7 separate regions of the Mus musculus genome follow, and regions 1, 2, 4, 5, 6 and 7 are each linked to region 3. Evidence: chromatin contacts called from public HiChIP or PLAC-seq and promoter capture Hi-C data. All regions are on one chromosome and are shown on one strand. The core of a region is the stretch at or near the end of the contact, and the rest is flanking DNA. Distances in the headings are between cores, read along the strand shown.

Region 1 (3,655 bases), core at 580-3,079, 1.4 Mb after region 3:
AGGCACTCTTACAGTGCAGGCATGTAGACAAAATGCCCATAGGTATAAAATTTAAAATAGGTATAAACAAGCAAACAAAAAGTTAAATTAAAATTACAGAAACAGGAGCACCATATACCTGGTGGTACATATTCATGGATGAGATTTGAGGGCCTAAAAATTGGATTATTTTTAAAACACACAGAACGTTGGTCTCATGAAAATAACACCATTTATCCCTTTTGTTCAGTTCTCCGTCACGTGTCTGAGTTTGGATTCTGTAATCTCAGATTTTAAAGGGCACCGCAGGAAGGAGGATGGGCCTGTGTGTGTGATGGGTGTGTCTAGCTCAGCGTCCCCACATCCGGTTCTGACAAATCATCCCAACATCTGAAACCAAGCCGCTTCAGCACTGGTGATGAGGCTCGTGACTGAGTGCTTATTTTGGATGTGTAAGGGCCTGGGTTTCATCCCTAACACAAAACCCAAAAAGTAAACCAAGCAGTTTGGCCTGGAGGGGGTCCTGTGACCACTACAAAATCAGGTATGAGTGAGGGTCTCCTGTTCTAACACAACCTCACGAAACTCTAGAAGCCTGGAAGAGCCTGGCCATGCATGCCTCTCAGGACGTGGTTGCCTAGGTGGATCAAGTTCTAGGATTGCCTGGGCTACACAGTAAACTGGAGGCCAGTCTCAGTTATAAGGGAAGACTGCCTCAAAAATTAAAAATCACGGGCTGGAGAGATGGCTCAGCGGGTAAGAGCACCCGACTGTTCTTCCGAAGGTCCGGAGTTCAAATCCCAGCAACCACATGGTGGCTCACAACCATCCGTAACAAGATCTGACTCCCTCTTCTGGAGTGTCTGAAGACAGCTACAGTGTACTTACATATAATAAATAAATAAATCTTTAAAAAAAAATTAAAAATCACAAGGGAGTATAAAAACCTGGTGTCATTTCCAGGTGGAATATCTCAAGGCCAGGCTCTTGCCTTCCAGGTGTGATCACAAAGACTGGGGAGGGCGGGGAGTTAGGACAGCAACAAGATAGCATGGGTTACTTTCCTAAGAGGGAAGCCAAGAAGAGAAAGGGGAGAAAAGATTACATCCTGCCTTAGCGTGAAACCCACCAATGGTGAGATACATCACATCCTCTTGCTAGGTGTCTTCATCTAGAGGAAGAGTCTGCACTTTTGTCACGTGGGCGACAGGAGCTAATAGACTTCAAACACACTCTGGAAAGGAAGTCCTCTGGGCTAATAAACAGTAATAACAATGACCATTGCAATTCGGCCGCCTTGGAGCACACCTGCACTGCACGCCCTATCATTCAGCTGCTGTAGTCATCCCAACCACTCATTCACAAGAGAAAAGCGAGGCTCAGAGGAGAGATTTTTTTCCCGAGGGAATGCTAAGAGGGGATCAGTAGGAGGCTGGCGCCAGGTTCAGCGTGGAGCAGTGTATATGCCCAAGCTGAGGATCGACTGATGGGGACAAGGTCAGCCAGCTGTCGGGGGTCCGCACCTGCAACCCAGGAAGAGGTGGTTGGCCCAGACCATGGATAAGGACAGCAGCTGGTCCAGGCGGCCGCCGCCGTCGGGTGGGTCTCGGTAGTCAGGCAGGTGGCGCAGGATGAACTCCATGCGCGCTTTCCATTGCTTCTCGCTCTCCGAGTAGGAACGAAACTGCTCGGCGAAGTCGGCGGCCTGCCGCACGCCGGAAACTAGCTTCTCCACCGCGGCGCTGGCCTCGCCACCCACCATGGCTCCCGCTGCCGCAGCCGCTGCCGCCGCTAAGGATCGCACCAGCCCGCCGCTTTCCCGACACGCCCCGCGCCGCCGCCGCACGGCTAGAGCGACCACGGCTGAGGGCGAGTGCTCTGGAGGACTTATCTGGAGCGCCCTCGCGGGGCACGGAGGTCTAGTGCAACCCAGCGTGTGTGGCAACTGCTGGGGAGCTTGAGGCCCGCCAGCATAGAGCTGGCAGCTAGGTGCCCATTGGGACTCTGCAGTGCCCTTTTTGCCCTGGGTCGTTCACCGGGCATCTGTCTATCCTCAGCCACACCTGAGGTTTGCCCTAAGTTCTGTGGCTGTCCCTTGGGAGTGAGGTCCTCTCTTTTATGGATCCACTGTTATCTCAACATCTTCACTGAGGTTGTGTTCTCCTATCTTGCTGTATTCATCATCCAATCAGTACATACAAGGCATTTTGTTTCGTGCCCAGGATGCCCCACTCTAAAGGACTTTGTGAGGGACCCTCATGGTGGAAGGAGAGAACCAACTCCTGAAAACTGTCCTCTGACTTCTACATGCAAGTTGTGGTACTTTGATGTACACACACACACACACACCAAGCAAGTAAATAAATGTAAAAATATAAAATGTAAGCTTGAGTCAGAAGAAAGCCTAGAACTCAGGACCTCCAGATCTAGTGAAGGTCTTAAGTGGTGAGTGGGCTTCAAGGAAGTTCATTATATACTGTTTACTATTGCAGATCCTTCCCTCCCGCTCCCCCAGGGTCATACACGGCCAAGCTGGCCTACAACTGCTTGCTTGCTCCCTTCTGTGGCTTCTGTGGCAGTGTTAGGATCCCAGCAGGCAGAAATACAATCCAGTCCGCAAATGCCAGAGCAGTGAGGACCAGCACCAAGCTGGGTGCTCTCACCTCAGGAAGACACAGTGCTGACACTACGGCTTGGAACATCTGAACCAAACATGAGAATCCAAAGACAGAAACAGCTTTCCCCCAGCAGTCAGCAAGTTAACTGGATAACAGCGACCAGAGCTGAGTCCCAGGATACAGATGCCATACCCTGACTGATACTGCAGTGGCAGGTTCCCAAGTGAAACCTCAGATACCCAGAGTCAAGGTCCCTGGTAATTCTGATTCTAGCTTCAGCTGATCAGACTCTGAGGACATTTGATGTGCCAGGCACAGTGACAGACACCTTTTGTCCCAGCTACTCCATATGTCAAGGCAGGAGAATTATTTGAGCCTGGAAATTTGCTGCCATCCTTATCACCAGAGAAAGATGCTTGACTCTTAAAAACACTGCGGAGGCTTCAGTGAGCTACATCCTTGGTTCCTTGGTTGTGTACTGCAGTGGTTGGTCTAGAAATGAGAGCATGGGGGCTAGAGAGATGGCTCGGGAGTTAAGATAACTGGCTGCTCTTCCAGAGGATATGGGTTCAGTTCCCAGCACCCTCATTGTGGCTTACAGCCACCCACAACTACAGTTGCTTTGTTTGTTTTGTTGTTGTTGTTTTGTTGTTTTTTAATAACATAGGCCATAAGCCTATGCCTGAGCCTCTCCAGAGCTGGTATTTTAAGTGTGTTCCACCATGCTATTGGATTTTGATATAAATTTTAGCATCTCTTTGTTGACTTCTAGAGAAGCAGACTGTTGATATTTCATACGGGATCATGTTGACTACATAGATTCATTGGAGAATTAACATATCACTAGCGAATCTTCTAGTTTACAAACATGGCAACGACACATCTTTCCATCTAGTCTGGCTTTTTGTGCATGTGCTTTTGTTTTGTTGTTTTATTTACTTAGTTTTTGAGATGGTGTCCCTTTCTGTGGTCCAGAGAGTTCTTGAAGTCTCAACCTTCCTGCCTTAGCTTCCTAAATGCTGTGGTTACAGGTGTGCTGCTGCTGTATGTATGGGAAG
Region 2 (3,609 bases), core at 1,077-3,576, 1.2 Mb after region 3:
AATTCAAAACAGCAGCAAAATTACAGTTATGAGGTAGCAACAAAATAGTTTTATGACTGGGATCACCACAACATGAGGAACTGTATTAAAGGGTCACAGCATTAGGAAGGCTGAGAACCACTGCTCTCGAGGGTCAAGTTAACAATGCCACCCTAGTCTTTCCAACTAGATTAAAAGTTCCTTGAAAATATGCATAACATATTCTTCATTGTGTTCTGGTTGCCTTCTTAAGAGCATGTAATCTTGGAGCATGTGTTAACTATTTTTAAGTACAGAAACAAGGACCAAATAAACCGTTTACCTGAAAAAGCCAGTTACAATCACTCAGTTGGGAAATGAAAAGTAATTGTGTCCAGGTCTACCGAACAGTCCAATGAGTGGTCACACAAATGACTAGTCATCCAATGTCCACATAAAGCCCTTCACTCCGAGTCAGCAATTAGAGACTGAGACCTGGCAAGATTTACTAAGTAATATTTAAAAGGCTTACTTCTAAACCTTAAAAATACCAACCTTGTTTGATGTGAGAGAAACAAAGATCAAAACACTAGAGATTCAAGTGGGGCGTGTTATAACACACAGACAGACACACATACACACACGTCATCCCAGCACCTGAGGAAGCAGAGACACAAGGAATGTCACAAGTTCAAAGTTACCCTGGCTCTACATAACCAGTACCAGGGCAGCCAGGGATACTTGGGATGGAAGGAAGGAGGGAAGGGATAAATCTACATTTGACTTAACCAAAATGGTTTTCAGCATTTTCTGAAAAATTGTGTCATCAGAAAATATTCAACCTCAAGAATCTCCTTTCTACACCAAGCCACAAAAGAATGAGCATCTTCTGTGCTCCAAAAGTTCTTCCTGCTAACACAAATTACTAACATAATCCATAATTCTGCACTAAAATTAAATGTTAAATTAACCCTGAAAAGAAAAGCTAAAATGAAGTGGAGACACATTTTTCTAATAGAAAATTGCATTAATTAAGACTTCAAGAATACAACATGAACAACTTGCTTCCCCAATTCTTGGAGAAAACCAATGGAATGAGATAACCTGAGATACCGAGTTATCACTTCAAGGAGTGGACTCAGTTCCATGTCTGAAATAGAGAAATCGGTCAACACGGGGATTTCTACTGCTGATTGTAGCCACAAAAATACAATCCAAGAAACTTTTGCAACCAGAGAGGATAAAAAATTTGACTCTCTTCCCGTTTATGTTGCTCATTCAAAAATAAATGGCTCCACGCCAAGTACGTTACACACAGAAGGGTTTCACACTACCCAATTTGAGTCAGCATATACATCATAAATTAATGTGACACTGTATTTCCAATCCCAAAGCTCTTCGTTGTAGTATGACTCACCAAATCCTCCATTTGTCCAACTAAGAAAACTTTATATTCCTCCCTTCAAACTACCACTATGACCTTCGTAGGAACTGGGTTAGCGACTCCCTTCATAATCGTTAAACACACACTTTAAACAGGGCTCCGGGGAAGCCGAGGCGTGGAGACCGACAGGAAAGCGAGGTGACCTTTCCATAGGCGCTGGGGTCTGGCCTACAAGCCCTGCTGTGGGGGACCCTGTGGGCAGCGCCCGCTCCACGAAGCAAGCCCGAGTGCAAGCGCAATGCTTTGACTCCATGAGTCCGGAACCCGTTCCCGGGCGCAAAGCCCAGCCAGTCCCTCGCCGGGCCACCGAGGGTCCCGGCCGCCCCACTTCCCAGGGTCGGGCCGGGTTCGGCCCGGAGGCTCCGAAGCCCGGAGTCCGGCGCGCGGCGCCATTTTAGGCCGCGGTGGCGGCGCCATCCAATCAGCGCGCGGGAGGCGGGGGGCGCCGGGTCCCTCGCGAGTCGCCGCAGGCAGCGCCGGGCGCCGGGCTGCTAGGTTCGGGGGTCTGGCCTCCGTGCCGCCATGTTGCACCGTCCCCGCGGCCTCCTGATAGGCGGGCCCGGGCAGAGGCCGCACCCGCGGCCGAGAGCAGCTCACCTTCTCGCAGAGGCTCTTGACCTGGGACTCGGAGAGCTGCTTGCACTCGTTCAGCTGCTCGATCCACTGGTCCAGCTCCTTGGTGAACAACTTCTCGTCCATGATGCCGCCCGCCCGAACCGGCTGCCGCTCCGCGCTGCTCCCGCGCCGCCGCCCGCACCCGGGCCACACGCACACGCCGCCGCCGCTCTCCCGGGGTGCTTTCTGCGGCCCCAGGCGGCTGCTGGGCGCTGGCGCCGGCCCGCTGGCTCGCTCCGCAGTGCTCGGCCGCCGGCCGCTGTGCCTCCTCCTCCGCTCGCCCTAGCTCGGGACTCGGCTTTCTGTAATGGCGGCCGCCCGGCGTGGTGACGTCACGCCAGCGTCAGGGAGCCGCGGGGAGGGCGACGGAGTGGGGCCGGGACCCAGAGCTGCGCACCGTGGAGCCGGGGCGCAAGCGCAGCGGAGTTGGCTGCCGAAGGAAGTGGCTTCGCTCTTGGGGCGTGGTCCTCCCGCTGGGAGGGCGGCGGGGGAAGGGAAGAAGCGAGTCCGAGCAAGCGCAGTGCTGGTTAATCCTGGCGTCCCAGGCTCCGCAGGGCGCCTGCGCGGTCTCGGCGCATGAGCAGTCCGTGTAGGCGAGGTTTTTATTCCTTGTGACCTGGTGTTTCTGGAAGGCCTCTGGGTGATACCTCTCAGATGTGGTCTGGGCTCTGCCAGCCTGATGACTAAAGGCAACCCTAAGGCGCTTAGTCCAGCAGCCCTGGGAACCACAAGGGAGTCACACACCTTTGGGGACAAGCCTAGTGGCAGGTTGCCTGGAGTGACCTTCCCCACCTCTGGCCGTTGCAGGCTCCTATAATTAGGTCATTCGTGGGCGAAGGAAGGTGTACCTGCTGGGATGTGTCGCCCGCGCACCTTACACCCCCAGCACACACCTGTCCCTGCACGAAGGCGGGGCCGAAGTGGGCCTTCGATCCTGGCCTCTTCCTAAGCCTTGCTTCCTCTCCTGTGGCCTTCAACACCTCTGGTGTGCACTTTTCTCCGAGACCTGTGCCCACTGGAAATAATCTTGTCCTACATTCTAGAGGAACAAGCCAGGGCTGTGTTCTGGTACTGGTAGAAGCAGCTACCGTGTGTTCTGTAAAGGAAGCTGATATTCTTAAGGATCAGCCTTCGACCTGGTTATAAATCTCTTCTGAGGCTTGTGAAACGTGTTCACATTGCACTGTCTGCATTCACAGAGATACTTGGCTCTACAGAGCATCAACTGTTGACCAGATCCCATGCTTAGGGGACAAAGGGGTCATGCAGACAGAAAGGGGCTACTGCCCTGGTGGAGCTTGAATGTTCCTGGCTGGAAATGAATGGAATGGATGGAAGTCATACACTGCTCCCCTCCAGAGTCTGGGAGAGAAGCCAAAGGATGGTTATCCATGAAGGTCAAGGCAAGAGCTGACCTAGCTATACTGTGGGGAACAGTCAAGCCTGTCACACACCGGAGAAGACACAGCTCAGAGCATCAGAAGACACCCTGACCCACAAGCTACAAGAGGACCTCAGTGGCCCCATCCACAAATGGCAGGGATGAAAATCCTCCTTTATCAAGGACAACCTGCTTGGCCAGGGGAACTGGC
Region 3 (3,547 bases), core at 713-3,212:
GCTCTACTACTGAGCCAGACCCCCTAACCCATTAAAACACTTTTAAGGCTGGGAAAAGGGTGGGTGGATAAGGTGTTTGCTGTAAGCCCAAAGATCTGACCCCCAACGACTTGTCCTCTGACCTCTACTCCTATTCACACATAAATGAAAAAGCTTGTTCATTTGGTTGGTTGATTCTGCTTTTGATTTTTTTCCCTGGAACTCCATCTATAGACCATACTGGCCTCAAACTCATAGATCTACCTCTGCCTCCCAAGTGCTGGCATGTGCCACTGTGCCTGGCTATCATTCTTTTTAACTTACTAATAAAAAATGGTGGTGGTGAGACAGCTCAGTGGGTTAAAGACACTTGCCACACAATACTAGGATTAAAAGTGTGAGCCACCATACCCAGCTTGGCCTAGCCTTGAACTCACAGACCCACTTGCTTCTGCCTCCTGAGTGCTTAGATCAAAAGCACAATCCACCAACGTCAGGCCCAACACTCGGGTTTTAAACTCATAAACCACAGCTTAGGTCAAAAGCAAAGTGCGAAGCAATGCAGGTATTAGATGTATAAACTGTTTCCTTTCAGGTTCGTATTATGACTTTTGATAGGTCTGAGAAATACAACATGACATGCATGTCACACAGCCATGCAGAGTGGGTATGACATTACTGGAGGGTTTTAAGATGAAGTCTTATTATGTTGCCCAGGCTGGACTCAAATTCATGTTCAAGTAACTGGTCTCCGCCCCTTACATCGCTTACACCACTGAATGGGTAGTTATTGAGTTGGTTGGTTTTTTTTCTTTTCGGAGACAGGGTCTCCCTACACAGCTGAGGCTGGCCTGCAGTTTGCTCTTTAGATCAGGCTGGCTTTGACTCAGTGCTACTCCACCTGATTTTGCTTCTCCAGTGCTTGGATTAAAGGCATCTGCCACCAGGACTGATAGTTACTGAGATTCAAACTGGGCATGGTGGCACAAGCTTTTAATCCCAGCATACTGAAGGCAGTCAGATATCTTGAGTTCGAGGTCAGCCTGGTCTACAGAGTGAGTTCCAGGACAGCCAGGGCTACACAGACAAATCCTGTCTCTAAATCTGCCCAACCCACCCCCAAATTCTAACAGACTCATAGCAAATATACCATTTCCTATCTTTCCCCAAATCCTCTGCTGACTCAGTCCTTTCTATGGCTTTTAGTCTGTTTTCAAATGTCACCCCTCACAGATGAATTTCTAGAACTGACTTGAACTGGGCCTTTTGCCTTTCCTCACCACAGCCTCTTATCCCCTTTAAAGCTTAACTTTGTTTTGTTTTTAGAGAGACAGGGTTTCTCTGTGTAGCCTTGGCTGTCCTGGAACTCACTCTGTAGACCAGGCTGGCCCCGAATTCTGAAATCTGCTTACCTCTGCCTCCTGAATGCTTGGATGTACCATCACCATCCGGCTCCTACAAAGCTATTTAAACCACTAGCTGTACTTGTTTAGAGTATCAACAGGTTCCACAATAAAACTGTTAAGCTGCGTAGCTTGAATACATTTTTCTTCAGAGAAACTGTCTGTGAGTGATTGTACTAAAATAATTATTTACAGTGAGAGCTGCAGAAAGTGAAACGGTCGATGGGGAATTAATAGGCATTGCAGACAGGCTTGTTTCTAGAAAGGGCGATAGGAAGGAGGCAGGTACGCTGAAGAGGGAAAAGTTTGGGATCTTGAGAGGGAAGATGTGGGATCAAGCATCCAGGCTACCCTTGACATGTGGACCGGACAGAGGAACACAGACCACCCAACGACCAATTCTTGGATTCATTTCGAACTCTCTTCAAATCCCGCTCAGTTCAGCAGCCTGCGCCCGCTCACTAGCTAGCGGACAGGCGTCTGCACGCCCCCAGCCCTCCTGCACACCCCACAAGCATCTCACTTACGCTTTCCTTCGAGCTATGAGCCGATGCATGGGAGTCGCCATCTTGGAGCGGCTGGAGTCTGCCGCACGGGTTTTTGGGAAACTAGCACCGGTGGGCGGGTCCTTAGAAACCTCTGCGGTCCTGGGCGGGGCCAGACGGGCTCAATTCAGAAGAGGCTAATGGTGGCCACTAGCTGGTTTGTCTTTTCTAATGTGGGCTTGTGTGTTCAGTATGAATAGGGTCTTGAAGGGTGATCTCAAACCAGGGGTCTGTAATACATATGCAGTGGAATTTTGTAGTATTCAAAAAATCCTAAAAAAAAAAAATCCTGTAATCCAGGATTTTGGAGGCTGAGGCAAGAGGATTGCTATGTTTTTGAGGCCAACCTGGGAAAACTTATGGCCCTAGCTCAAAACCAAACCAAACAAAACCAAAAAGGCCAGGAAGTAATGGCCCACATCTTTAATTCCAACACTTGATGGGATTCACGGCCAGCCTCATCTACACAGGGAGTTTCAGGAAAACCAAGGCTGCACACACAAACTGTCTCAAAAAACAAAACACCAAAAACCCCAAGAAATTACAGGTGTCGTCATGATGACTGGATCATTCTGATTTTGTTGTTGTTTGGTTGGTTTTTTGTTTTGTTTTGGTTTTTTTTTTTTTGTTTTTGATTTTTCTTTCAAAGATCTGCGTAGAGGATTTTTTGGTCTTTTTTTGAGACAGGGTTTCTCTGTGTTGCCCTGGCTGTCCCGGAACTCACTCTGTAGACCAGGCTGGCCTCGAACTTGTAAATCTGCCTGCCTCTGCCTCCCAAGTGCTGGGATTAAAGGCATGCGCCACCACTGCCCGGCTGTGTAGAGGAATTTTAATCCAGCAACATGGCTGCTCTGGAAAGGAATCAATCATAAGTGATGGGAGTACAGACATGAGTTCCAGGCCAGCATGGTACAGAGAAAGTTTCAGGTAAAGAAATTTAGTTCCAGGTGTGGTGGCACATTCCTTTAATCCCAGCACTCAGGAGACACAGGCATGCAGATCTCTGAATTCTACTCAGTTTGGTTGAGTCTTAAGAGAGGAGGAGGGGTAAGGGGAGTGGAGAGGGAGACAGGACCAGACAGAAACACCATGTGTTTGCTTGGGATTGAACTCAGGACCTCTGGAAGAGTAGTCAGTGCTCTTAACCTCTGAGCCATCTCTCCAGGCCCCTCTTTTTTTTTTTTTTTTTTTTTAATTGTTAAAGATAACATCTTTAATTTTTCAGGCTGGCCAGAAACTTAGCTCAGGCTAGTCTAATTCCCAAGTTATGACACAAGTTTCTAAAATCAGGATTCAGGATGTAGAGAAAGGAGGACAAGGAGGTTAAGGCCAACCTGGGCTATATAGCAAATATGAGGCCAGCCTGGTCTCCAGAGTGAGTTCCAGGACAGCCAAGGCGACACAGAGAAACCCTGTCTTGAAAAAATTTTTTTTTATATCTACAAAACCAAATCACTCTTCATTAGTCCTCCTCCAGCCCATACCTGACTTATTGCGTTCAGGCATTTGTTTTCCCAGATAAAATCTTTTTAAAACTTCTAATTGATTCTTTGTGGATTTCACGTCATGCATCCCAGGCCTGCTCATCTCCCCATCCCCTCTTATCTGCCCGTCTTCCAA
Region 4 (3,310 bases), core at 149-2,648, 1.6 Mb after region 3:
TCACTGCTATAGCACTCTAGTTTGTAAGTTTCGAATGAGGTGGCAGTGATTTCCACATCTGATAGACTGCTCCTTTGTGTCAAGTCCTGCTTACATTTCTACTCCAATAGCACAAGGCAGAGGAAATCTAGAGTTCACCGTATTCAAACTGCAAAACTTCACAACTACAGAATCGCTTCTCTAACATCCTGACAACAAGGACACTTTCCTTTTCTGTAAACTCAGAAATGCCTGGGAGCAGCTTAACTCTGAGACCAATTTTGTTTTCTTGAGATAAGATCTTCGAAGGCAGACTTGGCTCAAATGATGCCCCTGCCCTCTTGAGTAGGTGGAATTGTAGGGTCAGAGTGCCTGCCTATGTTCAAACAAAAATTTTTTAAAGGTCAAAATATTGTGGTCACAAACCCAAATGTACCAAAAGGTGCAATGGTAGGCATGCATTGCCCTGTTTGACTGATGACACTCATCATTGGCAAACTGTAAAATCACCCTTATTGGTCACCTGTAAAATAATTGACAGGGGTGTCTTCCTTAGCAGACTGCGGTGCTGTACAGGTGGCACCTTCTTTTTCACTGTAACTACTCTGACCAATATTTAAACAAAGGACACAGACATTCAAGGTAAGATGACACCCACACAGAGCTTGATTTAAGAATGTTCAAATACGTGACAGTAAGTTCAATTTACTTCATCCCAATACGTTAAACTCCTAATAAATTTTTTTCCTTCAGTTAACAAGACTACACTTGAACCTTTCAAAATAAATTTTATCTTATCGTAAAATCTTGACTTTTCCCCCCATTAGTATCTTTCCCCTTCATTCAACCCGGCTTGAGCTATACGGTAAGTACGGAGAATGAGGAGGCCCAGTGACCGCCACACTTACTGGGACAACACAGAGCCGTCCTAGCCTCTCCAGCTGTCTATGACCCCTAATTCGCTCATCCTACCAAATGGGGAAACTGAGGGCCAGGGGAAGGAAAAGAGTCTCGCGTGCGGTACTCTCACTCTTTCCTGAAATACTTGCCCTGTGGCAACCACTGTTTTACCCCTAGAGCCACTAGAGCGGTTTCCGCAGGTAGGGATCGGTGTTGTCCCTCACCCTGCGTGAAAAAAACAAAACAAAAACAAAACCCAAAACAACAGGCTCCCTGTTCGCGAAGGACCCGAGACAAGAGCTCTGGGTGAGTGGGCAGCATAAAGAGTGGCCTTCCGAAGGGCCACAGCTGTCGCCCGCTCTCTTGCCCGACGAGGGCACTGCCACTCACCTGCGACTTCAGAGAACGCAACCCTGCTCCGTGCCCGTCCTACACGCTCCAAGCCGGCTGTGCAAAGCGCTATGGCTGCCAGGGCCCCAGCTCTTCTCAGCTCCTTCCGGGTCGGCGGGTGCCTCGCTAGTGACAGTCCGCAGGTCCCAGGCCCCGCTCGCCCTCAGTTCCGCCTCCTTGCGGTCTCGCCACCAATCCCTGTGCTCCGGACCACTTCACTCCAACCCCAAGAGGCATGTGAGATTTTTTTTTTGGGGGGGGGGGGTTGTTTGTTTGTTTGTTGGTTGGTTTTTCGTTTCTTTGTGTAGTCCTGGCTGTCCTTGAACTCACTTTGTAGACCGGGCTGCCTCAAACTTAAGAGATCACCTGCCTCTTAAAGGTATGGGTCACCACCACCACCAGGCTGTTTCTTTCTTTTCCCCCCTCTCAGTAATAGGGGGTTGCAGTCCACCACCAAAACGCATTTGCCACCCTTTAGTTATTTTAATGTTGAAACAGGATCTCACAAAGTTGCTCAGGCAAGTCGTGAATGTATCATCTTCCTGCCTTTGCTTCTGAGAAACTGGGATTGCAACCTTGTAGCACCAGGTCCAACTTGGCATCTCTTTCCTAAAACTACATCTTTTGAGTGACCCTTGAGTTTATGCTAGGATATGTTTTACTTCCTGCAATTCTTTGGAAAGCCCACACCCTGCTCTTGGACGTGTCTCATTTGTCCTCTGAACATCCCTTGCTCTTAACCCTCGTGCTCAAGCCTATATTAAAATGTCTTTCTTAATTTCCACCTAAATACACCTTTTATAGGGAGATGGCTGGAAATAGAGCTCAATGGTAGAATGCCTGCCTTAGATTATAAAATACTCTGAGTTCAGTCCCCTGTAACACACACACAAAAGTGGGTCCTGTTTGTCTTGTTTGAGAAAGGGTCTCTCTACATAGCCACTCTACATCTGCCATCAAGTGACAACTAGGAGTTTAATCCCTGGAACCCACAAACTGAATAAACAGAATCAACTCCTGGGAAAGTTGTCATCTGACTTCCACAAGTACACCACACTGAACAAAGGGTGACATGTTTATTATTTAAAGTATGGAAGAACAGAAAAATAAAAACTCAGATCATTTTTTTGAAGAATCTCAATCGTACCATATTACCAGTTTTTATTTCATGGGCAGAGTTGTAAAATACAACACTTAAGTCAGGCAGTGGTTGCAAATGTCTTTAATCCCAGCACTTGGGAGGCAAGGGCAGGTGGATTTCTGAGTTTGAGGCCAGCCTGGATTACAGAGTAAGTTCCAGGACAGCCAGGGCTATACAGAGAAACCCTGTCATAAAAAGAAGAAGAAGAAGAAGAAGAAGAAGAAGAAGAAGAAGAAGAAGAAGAAGAAGAAGAAGAAGAAGAAGAAGAAGAAGAAGAAGAAGGGGAGGAGGAGGAGGAGGAGGAGGAGGAGGAAGAAGAAGAAGAAGAAGAAGAAGAAGAAGAAGAAGAAGAAGAAGAAGAAGAAGAAGAAGAAGAAGAAGCCGCCACAACACTTGGTCTGTCCCCATGAGTTACTAGTCACTTCAGCTTTCAGTTCCTGCATCTGCACATTTGGGACTAATATTCAGAATCAATCAGTGTTATGAAGAAACAATAACCAGTGCAAACCTGGTGGTGCACCCCTGTAATTCCAGCTGGGAGACAGACATGGGGAGGTCAGGAGTTCCAAGATGGCCTCACTTGAATACATAGCAAGTCTGAAGCCCACAAGGACCACATGAGACCCTGTGTAAAACCAGACAGAATAACAGAATAACATACAGAAAGCAGTAAATATGGGGACAGCATTGGGAAGCATTACTGCTACACACTAGCCTGAGGTATTGGGCAGTGCCGACAATTTCAGCACTTGGGAGGCAGGGGCAGGCAGCTTTCTGAATTTGAGGTCAGCCTGTTTTACAGAGTGAGTTCCAGGACAGCCATGGCTACACAGAAAAACCCTGTCTTGAAAAAACCAAACCAAGCCAAACAAACAAACAAACAACAATAACAACAAAACA
Region 5 (3,518 bases), core at 460-2,959, 1.3 Mb after region 3:
AAAAAGCCTGTGTGGGTATGTGATTGTATGCACATGCCTGCAGGTGTCTCTGGAAACCAGAAGTAGGTACAGGATCCCTGGGAGCTGGAGTTACAGGCAGTTGTGAACCTGCTGATGTGGGGTGCTAGGAAATGACTCTAGTCTAGGAAGTGCTTTTAACCACAGAGCCATCTCTCTGGCTCAGCGTGAACCACTCTTATTCAGGGTTATTTTACTATACCCTCCTGCATAGTTATGCCACTAAGGAACATTTTTTTTTTCTTCAAGACAGGTTTTCTTTGTTTAACAGCCTTGGCTGTCCTAGAACTCACTCTGCAGACCAAGCTGGCCTTAATCTCAGAGATCTACCTGTCTCTGACTCTCCAGTACTGGAATTAAAGGTTTGCACCCCAATACCTGGCAAAAAAAATTTTTTTTCCTTCTTCCTACTCTCATCGTTTTCCACAATCCCTTGTACAAAGCAGACATCCTTACTAAGTATTATACTTGAATAGTTTTGAATGATTTTACAATACTAGCATAATTGTTATACACAAGCACACAATCTTATATCAATAAAAAAGTACAGATTGTAGACAATGAGGGTTTCTCTATGACAGGTCTTAGTTTATCTGTTAATGGAAACATTCTTTCATATATTTTATTTTTATCCCATAACAATTTCTCTTTTGACTTAAATAATCAAGGAAAAAGAAGATGGGTGTTTCAATGTAGGCCTGTAAATCTTAGCCCTGGAAAAAAATAAAGCATTTCAAGACAGCCTGGGCTGCATAGCAAGATAGGTCCCAATGGGAAAACAAGAAAAAATATATATAATAAAAGGCAAAAGAAGCAAACCTTTAGAAACTTTATTTCTCTCGTTGCAATTTTGTTGACAGATTTTTCTGGTTTCTCATAGAAAATCTTAATGGCCACTATTCGCCCAGTGTCCTTATGTTTGCATTTCATGACCGTTCCATAACTTCCCTCTCCCACTTTTCCAAGGGTTTCATACATCTCCATTTTCAAGCCTGGCTTCTACTTCACAGAAATAAAGAAAGAAAACGTTAAACGTTCACACTTTCAATTATACAAGCTCTATAATGCTTAGAGATAATCCCCTACTTTCGGATATAAGAACAAAAACTAGGAGTGCCGGCTACAGCAGAGCCTGCTCGAGGGAACTCTTAAATTGTCTAAGAAGCTCCAACTTTCACCAGAACGCAGGATGTCCTTCATTAATCTAGCATTTTGTGTAGACCGGGATTGAGAAATAAAAGAGGTCTGATATGCGTTTAACTCAGGCATCCTTTTAGAATACGGGATTTACAATTTGAGGTCCCCTTTCAGGAACAATGGAAGCCAAACTAAAAAGTCCCGCTAACAACACTGCGGGTCCCTTGTTAGGAGCCACGGTCCACCAAGCGTGGGGACTCCCACCTCAGCACTAGTCACCCATACGTCCTGCCCTCTCCTCAAACACGCAGTCTGTGCAGCCCCAACCCGAGTGGCCCGTCTCGCCGCGCTGTCGACCTCGTCCTGAGAACCACCGCCGCCTCAGCCCATCCTGTAGTCCCGCCGGCCCGGCTGCGTGCAAGTCCCAGCCGGCCCGGGACACCACACCTCCTCTCCTGGCCGACCTTGCCGGCTCGGGGCAGCCGGACGCCCTGGCAACGGGGTGAGGGCGGGGCACTGCCGCGTTCCGAGCACAGTACGCAAGACTGGAAATTGCTGAGGTCCTGACCCGGAAGGGAAAGTGACACGAAGCGGAAGATAGACCCAAGGGGAAGGGGGAGGGACGTAGGAGGCCCGCGTGCTTGCAGGTGGGGGTGGGGGTGGGGGGTGGGGATGAGGGAGAGCGGGGCATTTTATAGCAGAATGAACGCCTGGAGGCTTTCGCCCGGCAAGAGAGCGTTTTGTCACCTGGGTGGTTACTGGTCCCTTACTTGTGCCCGGTTCTAGGAGGTTGACGGAGATAATTGGATCTACGGAACACTTATGGGGCTACAGTTTGCCAGTGCTTCGTTACTATTCCATGCAACCGATTTCGACCTCAAAGTCGACATAATCCTTAAACCGGGGACAAGATCGTTTTTGGATAGAGGGCTTAGCTCGGTAGTAAGCCACATACTCAGCGTTCACTACTCCTCTGACTTATTTCTAACACCATTTCTGTACACATTTTCAGTTTCCCAATTACTACTGCTTTCTACCTACTAGTGATCCCTTTTTGTTTTGAGACAAGGGCTACTATATAGCTCCGGGTAGCCTGGGACTCACAATGTATACTTCCAGGCTGGCCTCAAACTCCCAAGATTATCTGCCTGCTTAGAGTGCTGTGCTGAGTGCCATCATATCCAGCCCTAGCAGTACTTTTAAAGTTTTCTCATGACGTGTGAAACGCAAAACTTTTTAGGAAAACAAAATAATTCACCGGACTCTGCCACAGGCTGAGTAAGTACAAGGACGCCTAGGGATGTACTTTTAAATAGCCCGCAGAGCTTTTAAAAGGGCTCCATTTTTACAGATCTTGATTTAACTGTAATAGCAAAAGTAGGTCATCGAGATGGCTCAGTAGGAAAAGGCTACGAAGCCCAAAGTGTAGAGTTCAATTTCTTGGACCTACGTGGTGGAAAATGAACCAACTCCTCCAAGTTGTCTTGTGACCTATACACACAAATGAATGTGCACAACGAGTGTGCTGAGTAGTGTAAAAAAGAAACTAGTTTGCTTTTTTAAAAACAAAAACAAAAAACAGTTTAGGGCTGGAGAGATGGCTCAGCGGTTAGGATTACTGACTACTACTCCAGAGGTCCTGAATTCAGTTCCCAGCAACCACATGGTTACTCACAAGCATCTGTAATGGGATCTGATGCCCTCTTCTGGTGTGTCTGAAGACAGCTACAGTGTATTTGTAAAAAAAAAAAAAAAAAAAAAAAATCTTAAAAAACAACAAACAAACAAAAAACAGCCGGGCGTGGTAGCTCACGCCTTTAATCCCAGCACTTGGGAGGCAGAGGCAGGCGAGTTCCAGGACGGCCAGGGCTACACAGAGAAACAGTTTAGACGCATTTCCATTTTTGCAATTTTGCTACTAACTGCTAGAGCCTGGCTTTGGAGCTTGAGAGTTAGGAGGGCTGGGCACTTGGCTTGGATTTTTCTTTTTCCTATAAATAAGAATGTTGTGAGACCTGCTATATGTTTACTTAAGATTTGTTATGAACTAAATATTTGCAAGGAGCAAAGCATGAATTAGTGAGCCCCTGTCATCACAAACTAACTCCTAACCCCAGCACTCAGGAGAGAGGAAGTCAGAACTATGTGAGATTGGGGCCAGCCTGGTCTACATAGCAAGTTACCCTGTTTTAATAAGTGAAATTATAGTTCTAAGACTGCGGTTGTAGGTTTCCAGCAAGCCACCTGGCCATGAAATTGTGTGAATTTTGTTAACATTCTGCTCTCTATATTTTTGGGAAGCATTCAATTTATCAAAACATTTCATTTTGGATATTAAAAACTATCCCGTCCATTTTTTAAAG
Region 6 (3,630 bases), core at 809-3,308, 1.5 Mb before region 3:
AATTGCATGACATTATGGGCACCACAGGCATGTAGGAGCCAACGGAGGCCAGAAGAGAGTACTGGATCTCCCAAAACTGGAGTTACAGCCTGTTGTGAGCTGCTGTGAAGGTGCTAGGAATCCAACTCCAGTCCCCTGCTGATCAGTAAGTGCTGTTAAGCACTGAACCATCTCTTCAGCCACAGGATCCATATTTTTAAATAACATAGAAGGGTTTTCATTAACTTTCTAATCAGAAGTTATTATTACAAATTACTTTTTTTTTTTAAGAAATTGATCTATAGTACTACAGAAGCCACCACAGTATAAGATCATCTAATTGATTATTGTTTTGGATGAAAGACAATAGCCACTACACTTGATTTCATTGGTTCTATTAAAAGCACTTCTGCAGCCGAGCAGTGGTGGCGCACGCCTTTAATCCCAGCACTGGGGAGGCAGAGGCAGGCAGATTTTTGAGTTGGAGGCCAGCCTGGTCTACAGAGTGAGCTCCAGGACAGCCAGGGCTACACAGAGAAACCTTGTCCTGAAATAAATAAATAAATAAATAAATAAATAAATAAATAAAACCTCAATAAGAAATTTTTAGTGAGATTTTATTTTTATGAGTGTATGAGTGTTTACCTGGATGTGTATGTATACCGTGTCCTTGGAGGCCAGAAGGTGTCAGATCCCCTGGGACTGGAGTTCAGGCAGTTGTTAGCTGCCATATGGGTGTTGGGAAATAATCTCAGGTCCTCTGGAAAGAACAGCAGTGTTCTTAGGCTTTGGGCCAGCTCTCCAGCCATCAATAACAATTTTTAAAAGTTGACAATTATCTTTGTGTTCTTATATAAGACTCCCTAGGCATGGTATTTCACATTTGTAATCCCAGCCTTGGGGAGGTAGAGATGGGAAGATCTCTGAGACCAGGACAGCCAGTCTAGCCTAACCAGTGAGTTCTGGGCCAATTCTAGGTTTTGAACAAGGTAGAAAGCATTCCTGAGGACGAGTACAGGTTTGGTGGTGACAACTTTTATTCCAGCACTCCAGAGGCAGCAGATCTCAAAGTTTGAGGCCAGCCTGATCTATATAACAAGTTCCACACCAGACAGGGTTACTGTGACACCCTGTCTCAAAAGCAGAATTTTTTTTTCCTTTTTGTTTTTTGATTGACACAGAGTCTCATATAGTCTAGACCAGGGCTGTCCTTGAATTCTTGATGCTCCTGACTTTACCTTCCAAATACTGGGTTTTCAAGTATATCCCACCACACTCAGCTTAATCAAAGATTAAGAATCTTTGATTCTTAATAAACAGTCAGTTTTACCTAAAAGTAGCCTAAAATGTTACAGGAATGTTGAACGCAAATGATTGCGGAACAGGAGCAAGGTGGAAATTTTTATCCATGCCTGCAAGTACTAAGTTAAAATGTATATAAATGTTTTATGGTTATTACTATGAAGCTTCTAATAAATTATTTCCTACCTCAGCAAAACCAAAGAACGGGGCAAGATAAGTAGGGCAATAATGCAGAAGGTGAGGAGGCTCTGGGATCAAGGGTGTGAACTTGAGCAGGCAACTCAACCGCACCTTTGGGGGGAATAATTAAGAGAATGTACAAACAGAACGTTCTGGAGTCAGCGTTCTGATATGTATGGGCTGTGGTTGTTAGGACTTAGCTTTTGTTTGCTTACGTTCCCAAGGAGACAGTCACAGCCCGGAAACCTTATAATATAGACACTTAAGAGACGCCCACGCCCTTAAACAAGAGATAAAAAACGAGCAGGTTCCGAGGCCACCCAGTAACAAACAGTGTGCGCGAGCGGCACGCTAGGCGCGGCGGAGTGAAGTCTGCCCCTAACAAACATGGCTTCTCAGCTACTTCCGTCCTCCTGTCCGTAATTTGGCACCGCGGCTTCTCGCGTTTTTATACTTAGCTCTGCTTAGCAAACGCCTGAACTTCCTCCTGCGGGGAAGGCGGGCTAGGAAGGACATGTTGCATTCTGATTGGTTGCTATGCGGAGCGTCGCCAGCTGTGCCCCGGCCCTGATTGGTTGCCAAGAGGGGGCGCCCTCAGAGGCGGAGTCAGCGGCGTGGGGAGCCATGGGTCAGCCCGCCAAGGTGACAGGGCCGGGAGGAGGGTGCAGGGATGCTGAGGCTCAAGACCCCGGCAAGGGAGGGAGGCGACCCCGAGGGGGGCTGAGAGTGTAAGAGGGTGACAACCTTCAGGGGCAATGAGTGGTAGAGGGTGACAATTTTGAGGGCAGTGAGGAGAGACGACCCTATGGACCGTGAATGGAGGAGGTTGATAGCCATGTGGAAGAGTGAATGATGAGGGAGACAACCTGGAGGGGCTGCAGTGGAGAAGGGGGGGACAGTGAGTGAGGAGGGAGTGGATCTCGAGGGGCGCGGAGCGGAGGAGGGTGACAGCCACACGAGACAATGAATGAGGAGGATGGCTGATCCATGAAAGGTAGTGAATAGAGGAGACTGATGACCATAAACCGACCACCTATGCCTTAATAAAGAAGTTCCATAGTAGGAAGACTATAAACAACTAATAAAATCGTAAGAAGTGCTTCAAATTAATAAACAGCATGTTTTGTGAACCTATAAATAGGATTTAACTTACCTAGAGGAATACAGAAATCTCTAGTGGGCGAGAGGCAGCATTGCTGAGCCTACTTGTTGATGGCAAGCCCAGGCAACATAGATCTTGTCTCGAAATTTAAGAATCACGGGGACTTATAGGCAGACACCTGAAGTTTGATTAAGAATTAGGAGGGGCTGGCCTCAGACTTGTAGCTCACACCGGCGGCCAATTCTCAGCAATCTTCATGCTAAGTGCTGGGAATCTGACTCCCGAGCCACTACGCCCAGCTACTTTTTGCGTTTGAAAAGAAGTTTCTTAGTAGGGCTGAGGTTGTATTTAACTTTTAAGTTGGAGCCCTTAGCATTTTCAAGGCATTGGCTTCCATGCCCAACAGTGCATAAATAATAAGTAAAAAGATATGATTAGCTACAATGTAATGCCGGTTCTAGTAGATTTGTGGTAATGAAGATCACATTTTCTTTTAAAATAACTTTTTCAACTATTTTATTTGCAAGGCATGTATGTCTGTGCACCATGTGCATGTCTGGTACTCACAGAGGCCAGAAGAGGGTGTCAGATTCCTTGGAACCGAAGTTACAGGAGGTTGTCAGCTGCAGTATGGCTGATGGGAAGAGCCTGGTTCCTTTGTGAGAGCAGCCAGTGCTTTAACCTCAGAGCCATCTCTCCAGCCCCCATTTTCTTTTTATTAGGATAATGGTCTTAAGCTAGTGGTGCTGTTTTTATATTAATGGACACCCCCACTCCCCAGGAAGTACTATATAAAATTACTCCGATTACTATCCTTTAGTGTTCCACACTGCAGACTTCCTATGGTCTTAAACTTTGGGATCAAGTGATCCTCCCTTCTCCACTTTCTAAGATGCAGGGACATCTAGACACCTAGTCTCGTGTGTGTGTGTGTGTGTGTGTGTGTGTGCGCGCGCGTGTGCGTGTGCGCGCGCGTGTGCTAGTGTGCTTCTGCCTGCCTGCCTATCTGTCTCTTTTTTGTTTGTCTTTTTTTTTTTTTTTTTTTTTTTTCGAGACAGGGTTTCTCT
Region 7 (3,431 bases), core at 128-2,627, 1.5 Mb after region 3:
GTGGCCCGCAGCTCAGGGAACCGACCCAAGGCTCCGCCACTGCCGGCTAGCCGCCCGACAGCCCGCCCGCCTGGCGAGCGCAGGCTCTTCTTCCAGAAACTGCGAGGATTGGAGAGCACTGTTTGTGCACCACAAGGTCAAGTCGGGAAGTGGAGTCGGAGGAGGAGGGGCGAGAACGAGAGGGTGGGGAGAGGGGCGCCCCGCTTCTCTGCCAAGTACCAGCCCTGGGAAGTTGCCCCTCGGTTTTTAACCCTTTGCGGCTATAAGATGCACGAGGCAGAAGGAAGGGGGTACCCCGGGGCAAACTCCTCCTGAGGCTAGGACATGTTGCCACCCTGCTAGCCACCCACCCATCACAGTGCGCCTCACCCCCCCTCCGGAAATGCAGGGCAGCACCAGGCGCCAGGAGGCACCCGCGAGGGGGAGGGGGCAACAAGCCCAAGAAGGGACCCCCTCCCCTTAAGGACAGCCCCTCTCTTCCGGAGGTCGCCCACAATTTCAACTTTCCCTGCCTAGGATGCTAGTTTGCATTTGGTGTGGGTGGGGGAGGAGGACCGCGCCCCCTCCCCCAGCCCCTTGCGCGCCCCTCCCCTGCACTCCTGCCAGCACTTTCTGCTCACTTCTGGCGCTGCAAAAAACGCCACGCGATTTATTCGATTTCGATTTTAAAACCAGTGATTCCGAAACCGGGCGGAGGGCGAGGGTCTTCCAGCACCAGAGTCCCTGGGGGTGGGGCGGGCGAGCTGGGTACTCCGTGCAAGCCTCGTTTCCTCCGCGAGTGTCGCCTCCAAGCTGTTATTTGCAAAGAAACGTCTTTTTGACGCAGGGAGAAATGGCAAATTTTAAGTACGTCATTAATATGGCGCCAAAAGATTTTTTTAAGTATAAGCTTGCTTTTTTTTTTTTTTAAAGGTTGTGGGGGGCTCCGCCTGGGTCTGGGGCGCGAAGGGGGCGGGGTGTGAGCAGAAAGTGTGAGTGAGCGAGTGGAGGGGCGGGGTATGTGTGTGAGTGTGTGAAGTGTGAGCCGACCTGATGGGACTTGCACGGGCTCAGCCGGCGCTCGGGCCCGGCCCTGGGGACAGGGCGGGTTGGGGGCGCCCCGGAGTCCACGAGGAGTCCGGGCCCGCGTGCAGGCGGGCGGGTGACCGTGTAGGGCACCCCCCCGGGGGGGCCGCAACGCTACCTGGGACTGTCGCCGGAGCCAAACAACTGGGAAGGGGGGGGGGAACACGACAGGGGGGTGCCGGGAGCGGAGATCCGAGTGAATTAGAAAAAAGTGGCTACTCCCCCTCCCTCTCTTCTTGCCCGCCCCCACCCCACCCCACCCCCACCCCAACACATTTTTTCCCCCTCTAAAGAGATCACAAGGAAGTCTTGGTTTAAAAAGAAACAGAAACATACACAGGGGGTTGGTGAATGGTGCCGACCGCGGCCATCGCAGTTGGAGGCTATTTTTTTGGGGGGTGAGTAGCGTCCATGGAGTTACTTTGCGCCCACTCCTAGTGGCACCAGCTCTGAGCTGGAGGGCTGACCATCTTCCCAGCAGGGGTGCGGGGCTTGGGGGGCGCCGCGGCCCGGTCGCCTCCCTCGCCACGACCCCGGATGGATGCGCGCCCCCCGCCCTCCCGCGCCGGCCCCAGGAGCTCCTGGCTTCGGGAGCATCCTTCCCGCGCCGGCCCCCGCCGCCGCGCGTAGCCGAGGGCAGCGCCCCTCGGGAGGGCACCGCGGAGCAAGGTAAGAGCCAGCCCCCAGCGGATGGGCCCTGCGCATCTCCACGGCATTATTTTGTGGGCTTTTTTTTTTTTTCAACAGATCTGCCAGTGCTCCTCGCTCCCTCTCTCTTGCTCGCTCGCTCCCTCTCTCGCTGGCTGCCTGTTCTAGGAAGCCAGCGCGGGGGGTGGGGGGGGGGGACGCACAGCACTGGGGAGAGAGATTGCGCATGTTGGTCAGCCGTGTTTTAAAGAGTACAGTGCGGGGAGGCTGAGAGGGGCGCATGCAACAACTTTTGGAAGGGTGAGCCTGGCGACCTTCTTTATTAATGACTGCGGCAAAGCGCCCCTGGGCCGGCGAGGGGGCGCGGGCGGGTGGGGGCGCTGGGGCTGCAACTTGCCTCGCGGGCTCCGGCCGGCCCGAGGGGCTGCGGCGCTACCGGGGTGCGGGGTGGGGAGGCTGAGTGGCGGGCACCGGGGCACGGGAAACCTGGAGCTATCTGCCCTTCTGTCTCCCGAGTTTCATTTTGTTGATACGCAGCACGTCCGGGTGCCGAACCGGGCTGAGCCGATGCACATGACCCCGCACTGGGCTCACGTGCAGCCGGTCCAGTCCTAGACACCTTCCGGGGGCCACCGCCTCCGCCCTGCGCCCCCTTTCCAGGCTGGGTGCACGAGGGAGCTGCACGCGGGGGCAGCATGCTCGGTTCTTGGGTTCAGAGGCATTGCACAAATTAGTTTTTTTTTTTTTTCTTCTTAAGGGGCGGGGGACAACGTTCCCAGGTGAGTGCTGGGTGCGCAGTCCAGGCAGCCAGGGTGCATACTGGGGTAGTGGACAGCAGCTCTCCGGTGCTGCGCGGGAGTCCGGTGGGGGAGAGGCACCGCGAGAGTGGAAATGTACCGGCGACGGCCGGAGCGGCGGGTGCGCGCTCGCGGGGCGACGGCAGGGGGCGTGGCCCTTGTTTACCTTCTCCCAACTCTGCTGGTTCGCGTCCCGCTTCAGGGACGACTCTGCAGCTCCCCCCTCTTCCCTCCGCCCTTACTAAAACTCTGGGTGGTACCTAAGAGCAGCAGACAAGTGGAGGGCCCTGCCTGGGACACACGCACCTGACCCCAAAATGAGTGACATTGCAGCCCCCGCCCCCACCAAACATTGCTGCAGTCCTTCTGCCGGATCCCCGGCCCCGCCCCGCCCCCGGCAGTGGCATCTTCCCGGCTCACCTCCTTCCTCCCTCTCCCTCCCTCCTTCCCACCCACTTGCCTGCGCCTGCGGAGCGGCTCTCGCTCGCCCACTCCCCGCCTGGGTGCAGACTTGTGGCTCCCCATGGTCCCTTCCCGCCCATCCCTGGGCTCTGAGACATCCCCTTCTCCGAGCAAGGGGTGATCCTGGGTCAGCTTGGAGACTCGTAGCTTTTCTGCCGGAGGGTGAGGACATCTGCAAAACCGGCTTGGAGGCTTTCCTCTACCTTCCAGAGAGGCCCAGCCAGCTCAGCCCGGTCCCTCTTCTGCACACCTCTGCCCCGCTCAGTACCCCCGCCCCCACCCCGGGCTCAGTTGCCCTTCCCCGAGTCCCCTAGACCCCTCCCCCGCCCCGGGCGTCAAGCCCACCCACCTCCTGGCACCGCCCCCGGCCCGAACCGCCTCTTGCCCTTCCTACGCCTGGGCCGGAGCCCCCCGCAGCCACCTCCGGCTCCTCCTCCCGGCTCCCGCGGTCGGAATCAC

What was found. Promoter capture Hi-C pulls out the DNA fragments that hold promoters and counts their contacts. HiChIP or PLAC-seq counts read pairs in DNA pulled down with a chosen protein or histone mark.
Region 1: a promoter capture Hi-C map of embryonic stem cells shows a contact between it and region 3, with 4 times the contacts expected there. The contact joins the promoter of Cdkn2aipnl here to the promoter of Zcchc10 in region 3. A contact is called at or near these places in 8 of 39 promoter capture datasets (the 3T3-L1 cell line, 3T3-L1-derived adipocytes, the C10 cell line and 5 more).
Region 2: an H3K27ac HiChIP or PLAC-seq map of embryonic stem cells shows a contact between it and region 3, with 4 times the contacts expected there. The contact joins the promoter of Ppp2ca here to the promoter of Zcchc10 in region 3. A contact is called at or near these places in 1 of 39 promoter capture datasets (embryonic stem cells), 4 of 115 datasets of contacts at active chromatin or transcription factors (astrocytes, embryonic stem cells, pancreatic cancer cells and 1 more) and 1 of 9 other capture datasets (pancreatic islet).
Region 4: a contact with region 3 is called in a promoter capture Hi-C map of hippocampal neurons, with 5 times the contacts expected there. The contact joins the promoter of Sar1b here to the promoter of Zcchc10 in region 3. A contact is called at or near these places in 2 of 39 promoter capture datasets (hippocampal neurons and liver), 1 of 115 datasets of contacts at active chromatin or transcription factors (the 230-238 cell line) and 1 of 9 other capture datasets (liver).
Region 5: a contact with region 3 is called in a promoter capture Hi-C map of liver, with 7 times the contacts expected there. The contact joins the promoter of Cdkl3 here to the promoter of Zcchc10 in region 3. A contact is called at or near these places in 12 of 39 promoter capture datasets (the 3T3-L1 cell line, the C10 cell line, embryonic stem cells and 7 more), 1 of 484 Hi-C or Micro-C datasets (B cells) and 3 of 115 datasets of contacts at active chromatin or transcription factors (astrocytes, embryonic stem cells and pancreatic cancer cells).
Region 6: a promoter capture Hi-C map of liver shows a contact between it and region 3, with 5 times the contacts expected there. The contact joins the promoter of Lyrm7 here to the promoter of Zcchc10 in region 3. A contact is called at or near these places in 8 of 39 promoter capture datasets (cranial neural crest, embryonic stem cells, hematopoietic stem and progenitor cells and 4 more), 1 of 115 datasets of contacts at active chromatin or transcription factors (pancreatic cancer cells) and 1 of 9 other capture datasets (adipose tissue).
Region 7: a contact with region 3 is called in a promoter capture Hi-C map of hippocampal neurons, with 8 times the contacts expected there. The contact joins the promoter of Jade2 here to the promoter of Zcchc10 in region 3. A contact is called at or near these places in 5 of 39 promoter capture datasets (the 3T3-L1 cell line, embryonic stem cells, hippocampal neurons and 1 more) and 2 of 115 datasets of contacts at active chromatin or transcription factors (large pre-B cells and pancreatic cancer cells).

The regions. Positions count from the first base shown.
Region 1 is chr11:51,965,805-51,969,459 of GRCm38.p6, reverse strand. Cdkn2aipnl (CDKN2A interacting protein N-terminal like) reads right to left here and starts at 1,829. Exons shown (of 3, transcript NM_029976.3): 1 at 1,503-1,829. The coding sequence starts at 1,741.
Region 2 is chr11:52,097,541-52,101,149 of GRCm38.p6, reverse strand. It overlaps Ppp2ca (protein phosphatase 2 (formerly 2A), catalytic subunit, alpha isoform), which reads right to left and starts at 2,326. Exons shown (of 7, transcript NM_019411.4): 1 at 2,000-2,326. The coding sequence starts at 2,101.
Region 3 is chr11:53,323,104-53,326,650 of GRCm38.p6, reverse strand. Zcchc10 (zinc finger, CCHC domain containing 10) reads right to left here and starts at 1,962. Exons shown (of 4, transcript NM_026479.4): 1 at 1,910-1,962. The coding sequence starts at 1,950.
Region 4 is chr11:51,761,751-51,765,060 of GRCm38.p6, reverse strand. Sar1b (secretion associated Ras related GTPase 1B) reads right to left here and starts at 1,398. Exons shown (of 7, transcript NM_025535.2): 1 at 1,270-1,398.
Region 5 is chr11:52,002,412-52,005,929 of GRCm38.p6, reverse strand. It overlaps Cdkl3 (cyclin-dependent kinase-like 3), which reads right to left and starts at 1,709. Exons shown (of 14, transcript NM_001166654.1): 1 at 1,420-1,709; 2 at 838-1,017. The coding sequence starts at 1,002. It also overlaps a transcript of Ube2b not described here.
Region 6 is chr11:54,859,025-54,862,654 of GRCm38.p6, reverse strand. It overlaps Lyrm7 (LYR motif containing 7), which reads left to right and starts at 2,058. Exons shown (of 5, transcript NM_029327.5): 1 at 2,058-2,103. The coding sequence starts at 2,086. Gm31490 (a long non-coding RNA gene) reads right to left here and starts at 2,841. Exons shown (of 3, transcript XR_879859.2): 1 at 2,615-2,841; 2 at 625-739.
Region 7 is chr11:51,855,614-51,859,044 of GRCm38.p6, reverse strand. Jade2 (jade family PHD finger 2) reads left to right here and starts at 1,377. Exons shown (of 13, transcript NM_001357588.2): 1 at 1,377-1,734. The coding sequence starts at 1,607. It overlaps Gm30110 (a long non-coding RNA gene), which reads right to left. Exons shown (of 2, transcript XR_388628.2): 1 at 3,322-3,431; 2 at 2,448-3,124.